Linked DNA regions of Danio rerio: region 1 is linked to region 2. Evidence: chromatin contacts called from public Hi-C data. All regions are on one chromosome and are shown on one strand. Each heading gives the region's core, a stretch centred on a gene start, on an enhancer-like site or on the middle of the called end of the contact. The rest is flanking DNA. Distances are from core to core; before and after follow the strand shown.

Region 1 (3,168 bases), core at 562-3,061, 440 kb before region 2:
CTATGGCAACCTTGATGTAATACTGTTTGGTATATTTACATTTGGCCCATAGGTCTCAATGATACTTGGTTTTTTGGCCCTTCATACGAAAAAGTTTGGGCACCCCTGGATTATTTGAACCTTTGCACCTTTCGCTAATATATTAGAACCTTAATCCATTTAATCCAAATTTATTTTCATTGCAATTTGACAACATACATTTTACTCCTTAGATCTAACAATCACACAAACATCCTGCCCCCTTTGACATTATGTTCATCAGGTTTTATTCAACATTGACTAGTGGGAAACAAAAGTCAGAATTAGGCTACAATTCAATTACTTGCAGTTGTTGATAACTGAACAACATGTTATTTAACCTGTCACAGTTGTAACTTTTAACAAATGTCAACCTACTACATTTTCCAACCAGAAAATTGTAAATTGATCTGATCATTTGACAATGAGTACGTTTACATGGACACCAATAATCTGATTTTGATACAATAGGACAATTCTCTGATTAAGAGTCTACCATGTAAACAGCAATTTTTTATTAATTTAATCCCATTAAGGTCATAATTACACTAAACAGGAATCAAATTAAGACATGTGGACTGTCCTGATTTTAGTCGCATTGTTGAAGTGCAGTACAGACATGTAAACACCGCAATCAAACTATTACCATCATGTAGGATTTTTGCCAAATTTTGTGATAGGATATTTCATACACAGAGTACAAAATATTCTGTGTATTTTCTGCACCTACAGAGTCAGTGAAAGATAGACAACTGCATTGTGAATGCAGAGGTTTTTTGCCATACGGCATGCGGTATCAAATTCCATTAAAACAACACTCTTCCAGCAGTTCATACTCGTATCCAATATCTTGTTTGTCATGGGGGACATCCATGATGTATTTCTGAATAAAAGTGAAAGTGCCAAACTGCAGTTAAAGTTGACAAATTAAAAATGAAACATCTGAAATGACATGAAACTCCGGAGGAAACGTGGAAAGCATGGTGACGGAATGATGTTATGTCATGTGCTATAACATGTAAAACGGGATCATTAAAGGAAAATTCAAAAGCAACTCATGTAAACACCTTATTCATTTTACTGTCTTATTCGGATTAAGGCAAATAATTTGATTACTTATTACGTGTAAACGTAGTCATTGATATATTTGAATCCATTGTTCATTTACCAGTTGAATTTCTTGCCCAAAGCCAACAACAACACTTTCCATAAATCAGAAAAAAGACAGTCACAATACAGACTGTTTAGTTTACAGAAAAGCTATATACATTGTAAAAAAGCTTTTACAAATTTAAGAAGATTGAACATAAAATAATTAAGTTGTCCCCCCCAAAATCTCAAGAATTTAGCTGTTTAAGCTCAATTTAAATAAGTAGTTTTTACAAACAACAAATGTCATTCTCAAAATGTATTTAGTACCTGAAGTGTAAAAGTACCTAAAAAGTACCAACGCGTGCTTTTTGAGAAGGTACTATCCCAGTGACAGCTTTTGTCCTTTTATTCTGAGAATAAAAAAAATAAAAATAGGAACCCAAAAAAAAAAAAAAAGGAGAAGCAAAGTCTTGCTCTGGTGCTTTAACACTTGTTCAGTCCTCTGGCAGTGGAGGATTTGATGTCTAATGCCAGCGATTTCCCCCCTTTGTGAATTAATTAGTCTCTGCCAGCGCCGGCCACATTTGTCATTTGAATTTATGGTAATGAGGGCTGAGGGCTCCTGGTGGACCTGATAGGCCAGAGAAGCCGCTTCAGTCTCATACAAGGCTTCTTCTCGCTCTGGTTTTCTCATCTTATCTTCCCCCAATCCCCCAGCTGCTTGGACTCCCTGACCTGTCACTCCAGTGGGGGGCTTCTGGTGTCCTGTGCTGATAACGTGGCTAATTATCTCCGTGTGAGGAAGTGGATTTGGAGGCCACACACTCACACTGTCTTCTGGTCAAATCGCAAAGCAAATCCTCTGTATCACCTCACTTAACACAGACCTCACGACTGGCCTGAGGGGGTCTGAATTGGGGTCTGAATTAGTACTGCAATTTAGGACAGCTGATAAGTCCTAATTTCTTAACCAAACATAAATAATATTCATATTTAATAGCACAAGGAGCTTTGCGTTGTGTGTATCTTATTGCATGTTTTGAGGAAGGCTGATTAGCAATTTTAAGTTCATTTAGGAACATTTAACTTTTAATTAAGTGATTAAACATAGCTATATTTATCAGTGAGAAATAACATGAAATGTAATTTTGTGTCATATTGTGTGTTGATATAAAAATTGCAAGTAATTTATTTTTATATATTTAAAATTTGTATTTATTATTGTCAAAGCTGAACTTTCAGTATCATTAGTCCAGTCTTTATTCAGTGTCACATTTTCCTTAAAAATCCTACAAATGTGCTGATTTGAAATTTAAGAAACGTTTATTATGTTGAGAGAAAAATGTTTTCAGGATGATAAAGAGATAATTAATAGTTTAATCAGAAACTTAAAAAAAAATGAATCTTTCACATGAATCTGTCAGGTAAAATGAACTTAATTTATTTGCAAAATGTCATGGAGTGAAGTTGTTAATAAGTTGATCAAATTAAGTAGTTTCAAATTGATTTTTTATGGTTCCTTGCAGAGATGAATACAGTACTAGATAACCAGACTTAAGTAAAAGTACAAGTGCTCTATCAAAAAAGGGACTTGAGTAAAAGTTGAAGTGCTCTTTAAGCACCATACTTAAGTGGAAGTACTAAAGTGTTCAACATTTTTTGTACTTAGTTTATTTCAAAATGTTTGACTCAATACTGAAAATAAAAGTACAAATATTGTGTAATGTAGTTATTAAAGAAAGCAGGCAAAATGACATCACTTTGTTTTGTTTATTTTAAATATCTTATTTGGGGGCACGTAATTAAGCAGAACAAAAAGAAACACGGCTTACGATATTGTTTTTCTCTTGCGCTTGAACCACACATCTGACAGATTATAACAGCTTTTACACACACACACACACACACACACACACACACACACACACACACACACACACACACACACACACACGCACACACACACGCACACACACACACACACACACACACACACACACACACACACACACACACACACACACACACACACACACACACACACCCTTTCAATGTGTG
Region 2 (3,195 bases), core at 602-3,101:
CATTATTATTTTATTTTTTTAATCTTTTTATTTTGTTGATGAAGATACAGATACAGTGTGTGCATGCACTATAAGTCATCTATATTTGTTCTTCTGCTTTCTTTGTGTAGAATCAGAGAATAAACAACTCTCAGTCTGCGCAATCACTGGCGACCCCTGTGGTTTCTGTAGCGACACCCACTCTACCAGGACAGGGAATGGGTGGATACCCGTCAGCCATCTCCACCTCGTATGGTACTGGTAGGTAGAAACTGACCTGTCAGAAAACCTCTGCACAAAAATAAATGATTTTTTGCACCTTGTTCAAACTACTTTTTAAATGAGCTAAGACAACAAAGTTCTTAGGATTTTTAGGACAGCCTAATTGTTTTTTGTTCAATCAATTTATTTTTGTAAAAAAACTATCAAGGTAACTTGAAGGTAACCCTCCATTTTTTAAAGTGTACACTGCAAAACAAAACAAAACTTACTGTCTTGTTTACAGTCCAAATATATAGAAGCATTTTCTACACAAAAAAATATTGTTTTGTTTTCAGAAATAATCAGTCAAAATTGAGATTTTTTTTTTATTATTAAAACAATCTAAATAATCTGCCAGTGAAGATATACATCAAATATTTCTAACCAAATCTTTTTTTTTTTTTTTTTTTTGCTTACCCAAACTGGTAGATTATCTAGCCTTTTTACGGAAAAACTCACTGAACTGTGTCTTTTTATTTTTTAAAACAAAACTATTTTTTACTTGTTTAGGAAATGTAGAATTTATAGATATCTGGACTAGGAAAAAGACACAATCACTAAGTAAGAAAGATATTTTTCCCTTTTATAATCACCTATACACTAACAATTTAGCATTGTGTACACATTTTATATTTCTTGCAAAAAGGTATATATTTTACTTTAAAGAAATACACATTATACATTGCTTTTTGTAATTCGGATAAGAGAATATTTCCCAGCTTTGTTTAGCTTTAAAAAACGTAATTTAATGTACTCATTTAAAAAGTAGTAATAAAAAGGAATTATTAATAAATATAATTTCTAAAAAGAACTTATAATAAAAATGCTAATGTATAATAAAAACTAATTGATGCAAATGATACCAAAATATCTCTGGTTATATCATTGTTAATAAATTAACACATTTATTTTAATATAATATAGGAAATTATTTATAAAATAATATAAAATATATTATTAAACATACCACTTACTGTAAATTTACATCAAATGAAGAGTGCATTTAATTATTTTAGCATTATAATGTGTTGCTTTTCTTGCTTTTCTTAAACTCTGTGCTTAATTAAGAACAAATTATTATTAATCTGTTGTCTATTCTTCATTTAATAAAGCAATTATGTTTAAAGACCACAGAAAACCATGCAAAACCCATTAAATTCTAGACAGTAAAACTTTGTTTCAGTAAAACATTTTTTCTCTCTCCTTGTAAGTTTTGTTTTAATACATAATTTCAAACTACATTAAATAGTAGCCTTTAAATAATAAAATAAATAGATTAACATTCCTCTGTCTATGTTATTAGATTGCATCTTAATGTTTTAGATGATGTCTTGTTTGATTAAATCCTGCCTTATCTCTACGACTTATTTATCCTGCATCTAATAGCTCCGTCTCTCCAGCAGGTGGAGACAATGTTCTTCTAAGTAAGCAGCAGTGTGTTTTTGAACGCAAATGTTAACCCTAGTCATGTGTTTTCTTCTAGAATATTCCCTGAGCAGTGCGGATCTGTCCTCTATATCTGGCTTTAACAGTGCCAACACACTTCATCTGGGCTCAATGAGTGGCTGGCAGCAACATCAGATCCAGAACATGCAGCACTCTGCACTCAGTCAGCTGGGGTGAGCCAAACGCACACACACACACACTTCCAGTTTTAATTCTAAAGGCCCTGGTATACTAACAGCAAGGCTCTTAATCATTATTAGCTTAGTGGTAAAAGATTCAATTAAAAAGTTTGAATTACTTAAGCAGTGTTATACTGTTCGTAAATGTCTAGACACTGCCTGCATCTACCTGTCAACATTGGAATTTTAAAATAAGGGATCCCTCATATATATATATATATATATATATATATATATATATATATATATATATATATATATATATATATATATATATATATATATATATTTACAAACTTTCATTCTGCAGTAGCTTTGTATAATTATTGTTATCTGATGTCACTGTTTTAATTGTATCTTTCGCACAGGAGTGCATGCACACTTATTCTGATCCATAACCCCCTTCATTTCCTTTCCTTCCTACAGAAATTGCTCTAGCTCTCACTTATGTCAGGGTTCAAATCTGTCCCTGCCCTCTACTCAAAGCCTGCACATCAAGTCCGAACCTGTTTCTCCTCCTAGAGATCGATCCAGCAGCACCACACCAGGCGGCTACGGCCAGCTACCATCCCACCAGCAGCACCAGGGCCCAACCTCGCAGGGGCGACAGGACTCGGGCCGCTCACCGGCTGATAGTCTCAGCAGCTGCGGGAGCTCACACGAGGGAAGCGACCGCGACGAGCACCGTCCCGACTTCCACTCGCCCCTAGGATTGGGCCGGCCCGGCCTGGACGATCAAGACAGCCCGTCCATCAAACGCATCCGCCTCTCGGAAGGGTGGGCCACATGATAAGCAATGGCCCTCTAGGACAGACCCGTCCGCGTTCTTGACCTCCCCGTGCGAAACGCCGCTACATGTTCTTTCTGCCGATTCTGACTAGTCACAATCATTGCTCTCCCCTATTCTCTGATTTGCTGTAGAGAGGGGAGAGAGTGCTCTCTGTAATGTTTTTATTATTAATTATTATTATTTGATCAGAGTGTTTCTGTTATACATATTGATGTGATTGACGGGTTTCAGGGAGGGTTGGAGGACTAGTAAAAGCGGGTTGGGGAGGGTTTAGTGGGCGGGGCTACTATGCATAACTTGTGCAGTGTGTGGAATACTATGTAAAGAATTACCATATATGCATATATATTTACACGTTGTGTAGGTGTACATGTATGCAGAGTAACAAACCAACAAAAAGTGTCAGGTACTCTTGGATCTTTTCTTTTTTTTTTGTAAAGTCCTTGCCTCAGTGACGTTGAGCACAGCAGAGAGCGTTTTTCACCGAGGTGACAGCTTAGCTCTTGAGTTGCTGTACCAGTACAGTATGTACAGATTCCT

The links. A called contact is a pair of places that touch in the nucleus more often than the background predicts.
Region 1: a Hi-C map of embryo shows a contact between it and region 2, with 3 times the contacts expected there. The contact joins two enhancer-like sites. A contact is called at or near these places in 4 of 18 Hi-C or Micro-C datasets (embryo and hematopoietic stem cells) and 1 of 4 datasets of contacts at active chromatin or transcription factors (caudal fin).

Annotation. Positions count from the first base shown.
Region 1 is chr5:52,678,909-52,682,076 of GRCz12tu, reverse strand. No RefSeq gene overlaps it. Among named protein-coding and RNA genes, the nearest start is that of mblac2, 43 kb to the left of the region's middle. Within about 2 kb of position 1,811, at least 17 of the 62 cell types and tissues checked have an H3K27ac peak or open chromatin away from gene starts, as enhancers often do.
Region 2 is chr5:52,239,102-52,242,296 of GRCz12tu, reverse strand. mef2cb (myocyte enhancer factor 2cb) reads left to right here. Exons shown (of 9, transcript NM_001130962.1): 7 at 111-240; 8 at 1,724-1,859; 9 at 2,292-2,670. The coding sequence ends at 2,655. Among named protein-coding and RNA genes, the nearest start is that of si:ch211-202e12.3, 5.3 kb to the right of the region's middle. Within about 2 kb of position 1,851, at least 4 of the 62 cell types and tissues checked have an H3K27ac peak or open chromatin away from gene starts, as enhancers often do.